Regions from separate parts of the Mus musculus genome. Here region 2 is linked to region 1. The links are chromatin contacts, called in public HiChIP or PLAC-seq maps. All regions are on one chromosome and are shown on one strand. Each heading gives the region's core, a stretch centred on a gene start, on an enhancer-like site or on the middle of the called end of the contact. The rest is flanking DNA. Distances are from core to core; before and after follow the strand shown. Region 1 has its middle 27 kb from the start of Numbl. Region 2 holds the start of Prx (periaxin).

What was found. HiChIP or PLAC-seq counts read pairs in DNA pulled down with a chosen protein or histone mark.
Region 2: an H3K27ac HiChIP or PLAC-seq map of embryonic stem cells shows a contact between it and region 1, with 5 read pairs. The contact joins the promoter of Prx here to the enhancer-like site in region 1. A contact is called at or near these places in 4 of 39 promoter capture datasets (cranial neural crest, frontonasal cranial neural crest, maxillary cranial neural crest and 1 more), 1 of 15 datasets of contacts at CTCF or cohesin (embryonic stem cells), 4 of 484 Hi-C or Micro-C datasets (all in embryonic stem cells), 6 of 115 datasets of contacts at active chromatin or transcription factors (the NIH/3T3 cell line, embryonic stem cells and pancreatic cancer cells) and 3 of 9 other capture datasets (adipose tissue, liver and pancreatic islet).

What each region holds. Positions count from the first base shown.
Region 1 is chr7:27,284,115-27,287,144 of GRCm38.p6, forward strand. No RefSeq gene overlaps it. Among named protein-coding and RNA genes, the nearest start is that of Numbl, 27 kb to the left of the region's middle. Within about 2 kb of position 1,532, at least 50 of the 459 cell types and tissues checked have an H3K27ac peak or open chromatin away from gene starts, as enhancers often do. A contact at or near this core is called in adipose tissue and embryonic stem cells, where this site is marked.
Region 2 is chr7:27,497,936-27,500,635 of GRCm38.p6, forward strand. Prx (periaxin) reads left to right here and starts at 1,389. Exons shown (of 7, transcript NM_198048.2): 1 at 1,389-1,430.

The DNA.
Region 1 (3,030 bases), core at 282-2,781:
AACTCAGGACCTCTGGAAGAACAGCCAGTGCTCTTAACTGATGAGCCATCTCTCCAGCTCCTGTTCCTATTTGTTAATGGGGGTCACACACCTGATTTGGGAAGAAGGAAGAAGCTGGGACTCAAACCCAGCCTCTGGCCAGCCTTGAAGCTGGGGTAGAAACAGGCTGGGATCTAGCGTCAAGAACTTACCCCAGCACCAGGGACTTTTAACCAACACCTGTGCTGGGATGCAGACCCCAGGCATGGCTAGAGGGCTCTGCTAGAGATGAGCCTCATCTGGGCACCCTCAAGCCTTTGTTCAGTCAGTGGGAACCCCAGGCTGATTTTTGCACAGCCTTTCCTGTTACCAAGGAGGTCTTTCAGCGCTGCCCCTCATCAGCCATGCACATGCAAACAGGTGGAGAACGCCAGAGGTAGCGCCAAAGATGGGCATCTCATCAAGACCTCCCTACCGCCCCCAGCCCCCCCCCCCCCCCACCACCACCCGACTGGACCAGTTTCTCTCCCATGGCCTGCATGGAGGTTCTTGCTCTTCCTGCACAGAACTCATAGTCTGGTCCCCTCACCCCACCTCCTGTCCCCAGGCTTAGGTTCCCTCGGAATGGACCCAGGAAAAAGCCCGGTGTGGCATATGATTATAATCCCAGCACTCTAGAGGCTGAAGCAGGAGGATCATTGAGTTAAAGGCCAGCCTTATCAGAATAAAACTAGGAAACCCGGATAAACCCTCCGATTACATCATTTGGAGGGACATCCTTACTGGCTGCTTTGGCACCTCCTACCTAGTGCTTAGGAAAGCTTCCCAGCCACTGTGGAGCCCGGCCTTTGTGCCTCTTTCCCAGGAGCAGCGCCCAGGATCCTTGTTCAGTCCTTTATTCTCATCTAAGCTGGGAGAATCTAGATTCCTCCGGATGCTGCAGAGGACTGGTTCCTACCGGCGGCCGCGGCCAACGCAGTCAACCCTAGCTGTGAGAGCTATGAATCCTGCGCTCGCGATAGGATAGCGCATAGTAGGACAGAGGGTGGAGTGCGGCTGGAAAGCGCCCCCTGGTGACCTTGGCTGCGCCGCGATGGAGTGGCCTGAGGGCTGGCTTAGCAAAGGACTTACACTCAAAAGGACTGGGAGGCAGAACATCATTTTTGGAAAAAACAACTGTCGTCAGAGCCAGGAGGAACGTTATCCCTCAGGCCTTGGCTCGGCAGCTTGCTCCTCTGGGAAGCCCTCTTTGACTCCCCTAGTTCGGATCTGGCTATTCTGCTGGACGCCTATAAAACAGCGTTGTCAGCGCGAGCCTGCCAAATCAGGACGGGACTCTTCTCTGCCTGCGCCCCACCCCCACTTCTTGCCTGCATCTACCATTCCATCTTATGATCTTTGTTATCCACTCATCCCACCCTACCCTCTGCTTTCACCCCATCCTGTCTGTGTGTCCATTCCACTCCAGACTTTCTGCCAGCTCCCCGCAATCCAACTGCCTATGGTTTTACAGCACCCCACCCTGCTCCCAGCTCTCTGCCTGCTTCCCCCACACTCTGACTGGGATCCTATCTCACCCTCCCTGACTGTTTCCTTAGCCCCATCCCACTCTAACTCCCCCACCCCCGACCCTTGACTCTGCGGAGTATCACTACCGCCTCACAGATTTTATTTTGTCCAGCGGCTTTATTAAGATATAATCTACTTGGGGGGTGGGGTGGAGAGATAGCTAGCGGTTAAGAGCACTGGTTGCTCTTTGAGAGATCCATTCAAAACCTACCACCCACGTGGCGGCTGTAACTCCATCCAGTTCTAGGCCATTCATTGCCCTCTTCTGGTCTCTGCAGGCACTGCACATACCTAGTGCACAGACATAACATCTAGCTTAGTTCAGTTCCCTGCAACCACATGTTGGCTCACAACTATCTGTAATGGGATCCGTTGCCTCTTCTGTTGTGCCTGAAGATAGCAACAGTGTACTCACGTATATTAAATAAATCTAAAGCAAGATGTAATCTATTTATAAAGTTCACATTTTAAATGATCTCATAATCGATGGCGATTTTACAGTTGAGCGTCCATCATTGTGAATTCTACTTTAGAACATTAAGGTCATTCCAAAATGACCTGTTCACCCATGCGTAGTCACTCCTTATTCCTATCCCACCCCAGGCAATCACTGATGCCTGTTAAGTCTCCATCCCTCCTCTATGCACAACTCTCCGCACCACCCCAAGTTGGGAAAATATTTCTTTTGCATGCTAAGGTTTTTGCAGTGACACAGAACCTACCCTGAGGGAACTCAGAAGTCCCATTGGGGACATGGCTAGCTAGTAAAAGATGCTTGCTGCACAAGTCCAACACCCTGAGTCCCAGATAAACTCCCGAGGACTGTCCTCGGACGTGGAAACTTAAGGGTTCTTTGGAAAGGCAGCTGTGTTGGCTGGTGTTTTGCTGGGGCCCGTGGGTGAAGGAACATTTTGTTAAAGTGGACACAGGTGTGAAAGGCTAAGGTGAACTCGTGAAGGGACGTTTCACTGACACAGACACAGGAAAGAGGATGTTCTGCTAAAGCAAGCACGTAAAAGGACACGTGATGAGCGAGTCTTTGCTAACAACACACATGCATTGGTTCACCTTACGTTGCAGAGTCGAGCTGCATTTGTTGGGATGCCATAGAGAGAAACACATCAAAAAACTTCTGGTGGTGTGCTGCAGTTTCTTGCTGCTTCCCAGGACTTGGGCTGATTGGCAGAGTGATGTCAGCTGAGACAGATGCGCATGCTGAGGCATGACACATGTAGAACACATGATGTTTGGAGGGCATAAATAGGACTAGGCAGACAGTGATGGGGACAGAGCTTGGCTCGCTGGTACAGCTAGCTGTGTAACGTTTGTGGGTCTCACATCTTCTCTGATCTTCGCTTCCCTGAGAGAGGCACAGCCTAGAACTTCTCCAGGCATTCCTCCTGGTCCTTCCTGCTGACTCAAGCTGAGGCTGGGGCCTGGCTGTCTCTGCTAGGTCACATCACCACTGTTGCTAACCCGACT
Region 2 (2,700 bases), core at 139-2,638, 210 kb after region 1:
AAAGGGGCTACACAGAGGAACCCTATCTCAAACAAAACAAAACAACAAAACAAAACAAAAGGGTAATTTATCCCTTTTGCCATTTATTTATGTACTTTTGTGAATGGTTTTGGTTTGTTTGTTTGTTTATTTGTTTGTTTCTAAGACAGGGTTTCATTGGGTAGCCTTAGTTGCCTTAGAACTAGCTTTGTAGACCAGGCTGGCCTTGAACTCAGAGATCTGCCGGACTCTGCCTCCCGAGTGCTGGGATTAAAGGTGCATGCCCCCACCACCTGACCTGCTTTTGTCTTTATTTTTATTTGTCTTTATTATTTTTAATTATGTGTAAGAGTGTCTGCATCCTGCTGAGGCCGGAGGTATTTGGCATCCCAGAGCTGAGGTTGCTTACTAATGATTGAAAGCCACCCGAGCTGGGACTGGGAACCAAACTGGGTCCTCTGGAAGAACAGCAAATGATGCTGCTGAGTCCTCTCTCCAGTCCCTGCCTTAGTCTTTTTTTTCAAGTACATTTCTTTATTGTGTGTGCATATGTATCATATGTGCATATGTATCATATGTGTGTGTACACACATGTACACACACATGTGTGTGTGTGTACGAACATGTGTGCGCTTGTGTGTGTGCATGTGTGTTGGACTGTGTGCATGTGTATGTGCACTCATGTGTGCCTGTGTGCATGTGCATGTGTGCATGCCTGTGTGTGCTCACGTGTGTGTGTGTGTGTGTGTGTGTGTGTGTGCACATGTGTGTGTAAATCAAAGGACAATTGGCATGAGTTAGTTCTCACTTCCCATCACATGGACCCAGGGACTGAATTTAGGTCCTCGGGCTTAATAGTAAATACCTTCATCTGCTGAGCCATCTCACTGGGCCCCACCATAGATTTTAAAACTCATCTGACTCCATTACAACCTTCAAGAGGTAAGCATTCTTACTACTACTATTTCAAAGACAAAGAAACTGAGGCCCAGTGATGCCCTGTGATTGCTGAAGTTCCCGGAGCCAGGAATGCCTGAGCTGGGACTTGAACCCAAATTCTCAAGGAGACAGTGTAAGAGGTTGTTTTGAGAGTCTCAGGGACTATGTGGGCTAGGCCTGGGTCCAGGAGCCCAGAGATGATGGGGGTGGGGTGCTGAGTATTCGAATGGGGGTGGTATGCAAATTCTTGAACTAAGGCTGGGGTGGAGGTCTGGGCTCTGGCAAGGGAGAGGTTCATGTTTCCACATCCCCACGCCCTTGCAGATGGATGTAGTGCACAGAAGGGGATGTTTGTTTCCCCACCACCCACCCTTTGGGTGACATCACAGCAGGACAGCCAATGGCCAGGGTCCCCCTTCTGCCCCCCCCTTCCCATTCCTTTTCCCTCCCAGCCCAAGGCTAGGACTAAACAGACAGACCAAGGAGCTCTGGAGGTGTCTGGAGGCCCACCGGTAAGAAATAATCAGCTGGCCACTCTGGAGTGGACTGGGCTGAGCATCCCTAGGAACACAGCCCAGGGTTCTGGGAGGTCTGGGAAGGGAGATTAACATAGGAGTCAAATTCATGGACTTCAGAACCAGGCTCTGGGTTCAAATTCTATGCTCCCAATGTTGTGTGTGTGTGGGTCCTTTGATCTCTCGTGGTTCAGGATGGGCTCCAGTTTATGTAGCTGGATATAATTGAGCTTGTAGACTCCCTGCTTTCGCCTCCCAAGTGCCAGGGTCACAGGCATGCACAACCGCGCTGAGTATTAGTGTGCTGGAGATGGAATCCAGGGCCTCATGCATGCTAGGCAAGCCTCTATCTACCCAGTCTACGGTGTTCTCTGTAGCCCTTCCTTTAGTGCTTTTGGAGACACAGTCTCAGATTCTTTCTATATAAGCCAGGCTGCCTTTAGACTCCAGAAAAGCCTCTGAGTTTATAAAGTCTCATGAGTTCTGGCATTATAGGTGTGCCCACCTATACCTGCCTGGGCAGCTTCGGGCTATCCCTTTGTCTTCACTTTCCTATCTGTAAGATGGGCAGATAGAGGCCCCTTGGGTGGAATATGTGAATTGCTGGGAAAGGGTTCTTGGTCTTTGAAGGTGGGTGCTGGAGAGCTAGCATTGATCCCATTGGTAGGAGACAGGACTTGAAATTTAGTTGGTGCCTCAATTTGATGTTCCCTTTTGGTTGGGAGGAATTGGGGGGCTGCTGTGGTACGAAGGCTGGGTATTGAAGACAGGTGCGATGGGTCATGCCTGTAACCCCAACATAACAGAGGTGGAGAGAGGCAGAAGGATCAAGAGTTCAAGGTCACCCTCAGCTACACGGGGAGTGTGAAGCCAGCCTGCACAACCAGGAAACTTTGTCTCAAACATACAAAGATGGCTGAATCTGAGAAACAGGTGCATAGCCCCTGCTCTCTGCACTCTGATGTTGCCAGAAATTAGTTTATAACTGAACACTTACCATATGTGAGGAATAGTCAAAGTACCTGTTGGGGTGTGTGTGTGTGTATGTGTGTGTGTGTGTGTGTGTATGTGTGTGTGTATTGAAGACAGACTCCAGGCTGGCCTCCAACTCACAATCCTCTGACCCCAGCTTCCCAAGTGTTGGGATTACAAGCTGGCACCATGCCAATGAAACTACTTTTATTGGATGCATACTTCTTACTGGTAAGAAAACTGAGGCCCCAAAGAGAAGGTTTTTTCCATGTACTTGGACTGAGGAAGCACTGGA